Regions from separate parts of the Zea mays genome. Here region 1 is linked to region 2. The links are chromatin contacts, called in public Hi-C maps. All regions are on one chromosome and are shown on one strand. Each heading gives the region's core, a stretch centred on a gene start, on an enhancer-like site or on the middle of the called end of the contact. The rest is flanking DNA. Distances are from core to core; before and after follow the strand shown.

The links. A called contact is a pair of places that touch in the nucleus more often than the background predicts.
Region 1: a Hi-C map of tassel shows a contact between it and region 2, with 4 times the contacts expected there. The contact joins the promoter of LOC542139 here to the enhancer-like site in region 2. A contact is called at or near these places in 7 of 25 Hi-C or Micro-C datasets (ear, endosperm, leaf and 1 more).

What each region holds. Positions count from the first base shown.
Region 1 is chr3:203,527,983-203,533,107 of Zm-B73-REFERENCE-NAM-5.0, forward strand. LOC542139 (cellulose synthase 11) reads left to right here and starts at 1,999. Exons shown (of 13, transcript NM_001111766.2): 1 at 1,999-2,241; 2 at 2,331-2,440; 3 at 2,550-2,601; 4 at 2,695-2,842; 5 at 3,522-3,788; 6 at 3,882-4,224; 7 at 4,321-4,458; 8 at 5,065-5,125. The coding sequence starts at 2,073.
Region 2 is chr3:203,459,394-203,464,887 of Zm-B73-REFERENCE-NAM-5.0, forward strand. No RefSeq gene overlaps it. Among protein-coding and RNA genes, the nearest start is that of LOC100501507, 63 kb to the left of the region's middle. Within about 2 kb of position 2,923, at least 20 of the 20 cell types and tissues checked have an H3K27ac peak or open chromatin away from gene starts, as enhancers often do. A contact at or near this core is called in ear, endosperm, leaf and 1 more, where this site is marked.

The DNA.
Region 1 (5,125 bases), core at 749-3,248, 68 kb after region 2:
TCCACTCTGCTCCTTTTTATCCCATGCTCTCGTGCTTGATCCATGTTTTTCTTCTTGTTCCCCTTGCCAACACATATGTGTTGTACAATATGGTGAAGGGCGCGACCCTTGCAACGAATGGGGGGTGCTTGCCTTACGTTGCAAGTGATGGCAACTTCTTCGATCGTCGTGGCCTCCCTGCCTGTTGACACAATGGTCGACCCTCCTATGGCGGGAGTGCCGACCTCTCCAACAGCTCAAGAGTTGGTTGGCGCGACTGTCCTCGAGGTGGTCCTCCTTGATGCTCCTGCCGTAGCATCCAACCTAGAGAGAGTCTCGTTGCCGGGGTTGACGGCTCAGGGTGGAGGTGACGTTCATCACCCTGTCACCGACATCCTAGGGCATCTTGCCCCTGAGTGCTGTGGTGGCGGTCGGTCAATTCGGGTTGGCGTCATCGTCCATGGAGGTTATTGGGTCCCAGGTGTGTCCTCCACCGACCGTCGTCGCTTCAACTTCTGCGAGGGTTGTGTCGTATGTTGTGCACGAGGGGAGTCGCGAGGGCCTTCCACTGCCCCTCGAAGGCTTGGAGGCAAGGGAGACTAAGGTGGAGGAGTGGCAGTGCATTGGATAGGCCTCGACCCGGGGTGGCATGAGCCTGGAGACCATCGAGCACATGCTTGGTAATTTTGGAGAGGCAATTTTGATTGCTTGGGCGTCGATGACTCGAGATTTTGTTCCTTTTGGTCTGATGAGCGTCGCAAGGTAGGAAGAACAGAAGCCAAGCCCACAGGGACAGGAAAAATGCACTGCAGCAAGACGCGCGCGTGTATATATAAGCACGAGGCAACCTAACCAGTAATCTATTGCCCTTTCAAAGGACTCTGTTTTTTTATTTCTGCCTCTTCTGAATTTTCCGAAGACATGAGCTTCTAGCCTGTTGCAAGTGGTAAATCCCTTGTGCTTGAAGGCTGCAATATAGTGGTTCCGTTGCAACACACGGGCACTCATCTAGTTTCTTATAAGCATAAAAAAAGCAGGATCATCTCATTGATTTTTTAGGATAAACTCATAATTGAGGATAAGTCAATCAGTTATACTGAACATTATGTTGCATAACATGTAGATAAGGACACGAAAACATAGAAAGTTTCTCAGTTATATTTACCCATCAACATGAAATAAAAAACAACAAAGATGTCATAGTGATGTTTGTTTCAACTTACCAAGGGTGACCATGTCGTATTTATAATAATATTATATATTTATATCGTCAATAGAATATTAGTGTTACGGTGATATTTTAGCACACCGATTTTTTATATCATACTGATGTTTATCGTTTTGTATCTATATTTTATATTTGTTTTATAATAATATTAGATATTTATTTCGTCAATAGAATATTAATGTTATGATGATACTTTACTATATTGATTTTACATATGATAGTGATGTTACTCCTTCCGTATCTATATTTTATATTAGTTTTTATCTCCTGGCAACACGGTCACAACAGAAGAGAAGTTTTTCAGACCGATTCCAGGATCGATTTTTTTTTTATATCTGGGCTAAGACATCAGGTAGAGATTGTTTAACCTTTGCGGCTTTCCGCACTGACGGACCCACCCCCACCGCATCAACGGAACCTACCAACCACCCCCGTGCTCCGACCCCCCATCTGCCCGTCTTCCAGGTTACGCCCCGCGCGGCCGCGCGCGCGGAAGCTGTATCACCCCACCCGTCGACGTCGTCTTCGCTTCGAAACCCCGCAAAACCCCGCGGAAAAAACCCACCTGCTGCACGCACGCACCCCCTCCCTCTCCCTCCCCATGGCGCCTCCCCTCACCCAACTCTTTGCTTCCATTCTTTCCATCCACCCGCCAATGCGACGCCGACGCCGCAACTCCACCCACCGCCTGCCAGCGCCACCTCACCGCACCGCTTCCATCACCCCGCGATCATGGGCTACCGCTATATCACCACGCCTCCAACCTCCGGCACGCTTAGCCTCTCTCTCCCATTCTCTCACACCCAACACCCAGCTATCACACCCTGATCCCCGAGGCCGCGCGTCGGGGTGAGGAGGAGGGGCCATGATGGAGTCGGCGGCGGCCCAGTCCTGCGCGGCGTGCGGGGACGACGCGCGCGCTGCCTGCCGCGCGTGCAGCTACGCGCTCTGCAGGGCGTGCCTCGACGAGGACGCCGCCGAGGGCCGCACCACATGCGCGCGCTGCGGAGGGGACTACGCCGCTATCAACCCAGGTGCGTCGCGAGTATCGGAATCGTACTGTTTTCTTTTGCCGGTTTTCGGGAGGTAATGCTAACGTGTATGCGACCGCTCTCTGTTCCAGCGCGCGCCAGCGAGGGAACCGAGGCGGAGGAGGAGGTGGTGGAGAACCACCACACCGCCGGTGGCCTGCGTGAGAGGGTCACCATGGGCAGCCACCTCAATGATCGCCAGGTGGTTTTCCCCTCTCTGTTTGTTCAGTTCAGTGTGCCACTGCAACTGATGTCTCTAGAAAACTCTGGTCATTTTTTACTTTGTGGGTAACTGAGTTTTGCTGGAATAGGATGAAGTAAGCCACGCCAGGACCATGAGCAGCTTGTCGGGAATTGGTAGTGGTAAGGTTACTTGCTTCATAATTTACGTCCTGTTTCCTTTGTTTCTGATGGTGTGGGGGTAGTGAAATTTCAACCCTTACTATGAATTTGCAGAATTGAATGATGAATCTGGTAAGCCCATCTGGAAGAACAGGGTGGAGAGTTGGAAGGAAAAGAAGAATGAGAAGAAAGCCTCGGCCAAAAAGACTGCAGCTAAAGCACAGCCTCCGCCTGTCGAAGAACAGATCATGGATGAAAAAGAGTAAGGATGAAGCGTCCATTTATAGATCTTTCTTTATGACTCGTTGAGGTGCCTATCCTTCTCCATGCATAGAGTGATATTATAAATGAACTGCGAATGTTAAATGATACTTGATTAGGTGAAACTAAGAATGCTTTTAGCTGATCATTGTTCTAATATAATGGCAACATTGAGGTTCTCTCACATACGTCAAAGTTAGCTTTATCTTACTAGATCCCAGAACTTGTGTGATGAAATTGAACTTGCTGTGCCGTGTATATACTGTTTTTAGGACATTAAAGCATGGACTTCGCTATACTGGAGTAGAAATTAGTAAACCAAAGCACTGAAATAATTGTGGATGGTGACATACATATTTATGTTTCATATCTCATTATCAGGCCTCATTTTAACCTAACTCAACACGACGACACCTCAATCAGATACTAAGCCTGGCCTATTGACATTTATTTATTTAGTACCACTAGCGTTTCCCAAGATCTGGTTTTCTGTTCAATCTAGCACAAGTGAACTCTATCCTAGCCTATTTCGCAATATTTTTAACTCTGTACCTAATTTCTGATAAGATGCCTGAAAGGTCTCAATCTCATCATTTATTGTTTGAAGCCTTTGTGATAACTTTCACTAAAATGTGACGTTTCTATCTCTGTACATGTTGTAACAACAAACAATTTTGCAGCTTGACAGATGCATATGAGCCACTCTCCCGGGTCATCCCAATATCAAAGAACAAGCTCACACCTTACAGAGCAGTGATCATTATGCGGTTAATTGTTCTTGGGCTCTTCTTTCACTACCGTATCACCAATCCTGTTAACAGTGCCTTTGGTCTCTGGATGACATCAGTTATATGTGAGATCTGGTTTGGTTTCTCCTGGATATTGGATCAATTCCCGAAGTGGTATCCTATCAATCGTGAGACTTATGTTGATAGGCTGATTGCACGGTATGTTTGTTAGAGCCTACTAGCACATAAGAATCATATATATGCATCAACAACCATCAGGATCTGATAAGCCTTGTCTCATGTTTGTTACAGATATGGAGATGGTGAAGAATCTGGGTTAGCACCTGTAGATTTCTTTGTCAGTACAGTGGATCCATTGAAAGAGCCTCCACTAATCACTGCAAACACTGTGCTGTCTATTCTTGCTGTGGACTATCCCGTTGAGAAGATCTCATGCTATGTATCTGATGATGGTTCTGCTATGCTCACATTTGAATCGCTCGCAGAGACTGCAGAATATGCTAGAAAGTGGGTGCCGTTTTGCAAGAAGTACGCCATTGAGCCACGAGCTCCTGAGTTCTACTTCTCACAGAAAATTGACTACTTGAAGGACAAGATACACCCATCTTTTGTCAAGGAGCGTAGGGCTATGAAGGTAGATCTTGGTTGCACGTTTGAACAACATTCATTTTTTTACTGGTTATGCTCTTTGTTTTTATACAAATAATGTTATGTACTTGTGTTTACACAGAGAGACTATGAAGAGTACAAGGTGAGGATAAATGCTTTGGTTGCCAAGGCTCAAAAGACACCTGATGAAGGCTGGATCATGCAAGACGGTACACCATGGCCTGGGAACAATCCTCGTGACCACCCTGGCATGATCCAGGTAGTTTGATTTTTACTAGTGAAATATCAGCATGTGAGATTCGTGGTCATACTGAGTTATTGCAGGATGGTATTCTACTTCTTGTTTGGAACTGATTGCTGAAATTTATAATGACTAGTTAATTCTTTTAGGATATAAATCAAGTCATGAATATTTCTTGCATCTTGGTCAATACTCAATACGAACATGCATGTCTTCCCTCACGAAATAAATAAACAAATGATAACAACAGCAGCAACAACAACATCCTAGTAAGGTGTTTCACTTGAACTTGCAAATATATTCTTTATACTATGGTGTTAGTTCAATGGATCATTATTTGTATCCTACTTGTGTCTCATTTTGCAAGGTACATTTATCAACTAATACTCAAAACACCCTAATTGATATTGAACTTTTATAGATCCACTGCAAATTGCAGTTCAGAGTTGAAGTTATTATGGTTTTGTGGAACTTACATTTCACTGCTACCGTGTTCCCTTTTTTCTAGACTCTACTAAGATGCTCTATTTTCCTACTATACTATTATGTGTGTCGATCCTTGCTAGAGTGTCAATGTTTTTGTATCAAGCTTGCTCTTACCATATCCCTTGCTTTTGGTGATAGGTTTTCCTGGGTGAGACTGGTGCACGGGACTTTGATGGAAATGAACTTCCTCGGTTAGTGT
Region 2 (5,494 bases), core at 1,673-4,172:
CCGAACTCCTGCACCAGGTCGCGGACCGTCCGGCCCCAGGCCGCGGACAGTCCGCCTTTGCGCAGAGAGTACCACCGCGCCTCGCACCAGGCCGCGGACCGTCCGGCCCCGCGCGCGGACCGTCCGCCCCTGTGCAGAGGGCACCGCCACGGTTCTTCTTGAGTAATTGGCGCTCCCAAAAACGTCAACAGTAGTGAATCCGACTTATCTAGGGATGGAACTAGACATCCTAATTCTTAGAACAAATTTGATATTTTGTAATAGATATGCTTAAAATTTTATGATAATCTTTTCTTATATTATCAAGTATATTATTGCACATAAGAATAAAAATTTGTATAGATTTTTATGCATTATTGGCTCCCTACAATGAAAAAGATGAAAAAAATTCGAATCCGTATTCGAAATGTTTATATCTATCATTTAAGATTATATATGATAAATCTGAGGTTTCGTTTTTACGAATCTTTATAAGGTCAATGTTAAATACAAGGTTACAAATTTACATAGTAAATTCTATATCATACTTGTCCACAATTAATAGAAAACGACCAAAAATCTAACATTCGAATACACATCCGTTTCCACCCCTAGGCATCAGACTTTGGCTGATCCTCGCGGGCTCGCGGCTAATTGTTTGTTCGTGGCTAACAATTAGCCGATAAATAATTAGCGAACAACAATTAGCCTCGATATGTTAGAGTCTTAGTTAATAGATGTCTTTTCTCTTTACACGATCTATTAGCACATATTAGCAAGGTCAAATGACTAATGGACAAATAGTTTGTCAACCCTCCAGCTAACAGTTAGTCAATTTATTAGTCAGTCTGTTTGCAGAGTAAGGTGCTAAAATTAGCCGGTAAACTGTTTACCACACGGATGCAATGGCCTTTGTGTTTCCGTATTTAGCGAATGATTTGGACGGTGTTTGTTGATAAATGGAACTGTGGTTCCATCTAAAAATGAAGAGAGAATAGTTATGTCCATCTAAAAAATAAAATCTATGTTGGTCGGATGGCAATAAAATAAAGATGCAAAACCAGATATACTAATTGCGATTTGTTTTTTTATCTTGCCTTCCTTAGTTGCTAGTATATCCGTCTATTAATTCTTCACGGATGTTTATATGTTCGAGCACCTGGTAACTGGCATGCGGGCCACCTGCATGTGCGCTATGCGTCCGAGACCCGGCCGTGCGTTTTGCACCCATCGGCACGTGGCAGGCAGAGACGCTGCGCGGCCTGAACTGGCTCCTTGCCACTCGCCGCCTGCACTGCGCTGCGTTTGCCGGCCTCCACGGCTCCAGCCTCCAGGTCCAGGGTGGGAAGCTGTACAAGTACAACAAACAGTACAAGGTCCAAAATCTGCGTGCACGTTGCGCGTGATCTTGCTGGCGCTCACGACTCAGCTCCTCAGCCGTTTCGATAGTCAGAGTTGTGATGACAGGAAGGGGACCAATGGGCCACTCGCAACCGAACAGCCCACAGCAGGCCCAATGACGTCTCAGAGGCCCGACGTGCAACGCCCTTACTTCCCGAGAGTCGGCCCATAAATCTCGATCCGAGAAAGAAATCCATGGCGGCACAAATCGCCTGTTACAGTATGTTTGCCTCACTCCTCATAGTTTGTCACGCTCTACCTAAGGTTTAGCAGGTTTGATTGAGTTAAATGTATGTTTAATTTGTAGTTACATTTGTGGCACAATTTTTCTTCTACTATGTAGGTCTCACTCATCAACGACATATAAAAATGTGGCAAGATTCTTTTAGGCCATTTCCAGCGGAGCTTCTGCATATGGGTGCAATTCACTGTAGACCACGTTGTTTACAAAGTAAATTTTGAGATATAGAGTGAGATATAGAGAGTGGAAAAGGGAGGTTGCTGGAGATAGCCTTAAGCATGCCACAGTGTGACGCAGAATTTGAGCGTCTAACATTAGACAAGTGTCGTAGAAAATGTATGGTAATTTTTGACACCTTAGACATGCAACCAAACATGCCCTTAATGTCGTTGTTATTATCCCATGATCGTAATTTCACATATACAAATGCGATCCAAAAGGATAAAGATGGAGCGTTATGGCCACCGTTGCACCGTGCCGACCACCAGCTCCCAACTTCTTAGGTTTGCAGCTTTCGCATACACATCAATTACAATGTTCGTATATTAAGACGTCACACAATCATATTTAATTAGTAGCTCTAACAATCTATTTAGGCGAAGTTTTATATCCTTGCTACCTTCTATATACCTGTAACACCCAAAATCCTATTTTTGGCATTTATTTATAAGAGTTTCTTCAAAATATCAAGAATTAAAATACCTCCTAAGATAAGTTCATCACTCTTTGAAGTTATCTTCTTTTAAAATAAATAGATGGAAATACTAAAAAGTTGCTAGAGATATAAATAATAAAACTTTTAAGTTTGAAATTTGAATTGAAATCCAGTAAAACTTCCCCTCAAAAATAAATACGCAACAAATATTTATTTTTGAATTAACTTTTAATTGATCGCACGTTCCAAAAATGTTATTTTCCCCAAAATGAAAATTATGTGAATTATTCTTTATTATCTGTTTTGGAGCATTTATCTAAAGGAATGTAAGAATAAGTAAATAAGTAATCAAAAATATATTTGCATTCACGTTGGAGATTTTAATTGTTCATTTAGTGAAAGTTGAAATTTGAATTTTGTTTGGATCTGAATTGAAAACAAAATTGAAAATAAGATAGGATTAAATGAAATAAAGAAAGGAGACCCCACCAAACCGGCCTAGCCTACCCTTTTGGCCCAACTCCAGTCGACCCAAGTCCCCACCTACTTCCGCTGGGCAGCGTGCCCCGCTTGCAGCAACATGACCCACTCCCACGGACGTGCCACGCACAGGGACCCCGGACCCCTCGCTGATAGGTGGCTCCCACATTTCAGATTTACCTCGCGCGTCGGACAAATGCTGACGTGCGGGCCCACTCGATCAGCCTCACTACTCCCTCACCAACACGGTTGGCTTAATGTATCTGTCGGGTGGGCCCCCACAGGCAGGTCCTCCTTCCAGCTTTGGATTGTGATGAACTCCAACAAACTTCGTTGAGCGCGCGGATCATCGTAATGAACACTCTATCCATTTCACCCCCTCTAGCCAACGCAGACTCGGTTCAGAGCTATATAAGCCGGTCGATACCTCCTCCCCTCATTCATCCTATCAAAGCGGCCGAGCTATCGTCTGTTGAGGGAAATTTGTCGCCGTGGGTAGCAAATAGCCGCAACACCGCAGTAGGTCCTCGCCTTCATCACGGCTCCGGTCTTGGGGAGAAGCCTGAGCATGTCGCCGGTACGCGTTGATGGTGCTCCTGGGCGCCTCGTATGAAAACGACGGCCGAGGACCGCCATCGCCACTAGGAAGGGAAGAACAGCACAACTGTCGTTGACCCGCGTATGTGCTACTGCTCTCGGCTAGCTCGGTAACGTAGGAGCTTCGCTGACGCTTGAGGATGTCGTGCATCGCTTCTTCGTGGGAGAATTCGGGCCACAGAGCGTGGAATTGCTCGTCGGTGTAACCGTTGTCGCGGGGTCACCCTCTATCGTGGACCGGGTGAAGGACTGCGCGTTCAACAATACAAAACATTCCCCTTACTTCCCCATGTCGTCCCTGTTGAGTAGGACCTAACCATAGGGATAATCGGGCCCTAGAACACTGTTTGGGCGCGCTCTAAAGAGTTCGCCAGTGGAGCTCTGGGCGCCCTCTTCCTATCTCGGACGGGAGGAGGGATGTGTGCTGGTAGCCATCGATCTAGGTATGGACGCGTAAGATTAGAACTTAGATAATGGTTCGTTCTCATGAGATCTAGACCGACGAGGGGAGATCAGGCGGATCCGGTGAGATCTCTTATGTCGGTCGTAGATCTCGAATTTGAAGGACTGTATTGCATACCACTTCATTTAAAAGGTAGATCTAATCTGAACTGTGCAAACATGATCGAACGATCAAGACTCCACCATATATAGCCCTTCAACCGAGTGTTTTTTTTTTGCTAAAGAGCCCCTCAGATTCTATGAAACCAAACCGCCGTCCTCGATTTTAGAGGACCCTTACACATAGTTCCCTAGAATTTTGCAAATAAAACCTTAGAGTTCATTTTAGGCATAAATTTTATAGAAAAGTGCATAAAACTTGTATAATCTATATGTTGCACATTTTAACTCTGGTTTGATCCGTTCAAGTTGCGTTAGCTTCGTATTAAAATTACCTACGCATTAACAATATTTGTTTTTGTGTTTTCAAAGATAATTAAATAATTTTCTAAGCCAATGTTTATCAGATTTACTTTTCTAGTCAAAGTTAATATTATTAATTTGATCCATCTATAATTTGACTAAAATGTTACTTCTAATCAAGTTCTATTTGGTATTAAAGTTAACTTATTTATTTATTTATTTATTTATTTATTTTCCTCACATTATTTATATTAATCAACATAGAACATAGTTTTTCTGTCCAATCACATAAAGCTTCCAAGAAATATATCTTTTCAACTGTAACTCTGATTTTAGTGATTCTCGAACCTACGATCTCGTAGCGACGCGTAGAATAGTATTATGTTGTTTGTATTCATGTTTGATGTAATGCTATTTTTAAGTGTTTGCCCATCTATATGTTTTGCTGCGAATAGGATTGAGGTATCGTGGAACCTAAGGCATCAATTAGGGAAGTACCTGGAGTTTGCACCAAAAATGCAAGTTGTGTCCTTGATCACATTTTTGACCTAATAATGTTCATGATTCTGTTAATCACCATGGCACAGTTAGGTTAACTTGATGGGGCCCAATAGGTTACCTAGTTTTACTTACCCTACACCTTGCATACAATTGAATTATTGGGTAGTATTGCTATTATTCTACCTTGTTTTGGGCTTTATATTATATATGAATCATGATCATGCCTTATTACTATTGTTGACTGTTAATTGTCAATGAATTATTTATGATAAATGATAAGATCGTTTTGTTAATTAGAACATGGAGCGCTAACCCAAGACAATAGTGCTACCATAAGGATGGAATGAGACGCCCTTGGCCAATTAATTAGGAAAGCTATTGCGAGATTACCTTACCCAAAAGGGGAAGCAGGGAATGCATCGCTATAGAGTATAGAGAGGTTCTCGGGTCGATCATGCTACAATGGCTTTTCGGACGAGGAATTCCTATACTCCCTTCTTCCTGAAACCGTAGCAGGTTTTCTCAAACTAGTGGAACTTTGGAAAGGCCTCGTAGTGCTATCCTACCTTGCCTCCTCGGTAGAGGTCTATGGGATTCATGACCCCGTGGTAGATAGGTATCACGTCTTGTGGATAAAGATGCACAACCTCTACAGAGTGTAAAACTGGTATATCGGTTGTGCTCACAGTCATGAGTGGCTCGAGACTCTCACATGATTAAATGATGCAATTTAATTAATTTGTCACGCATTGCATTGTGTAATTTCTATATTGATC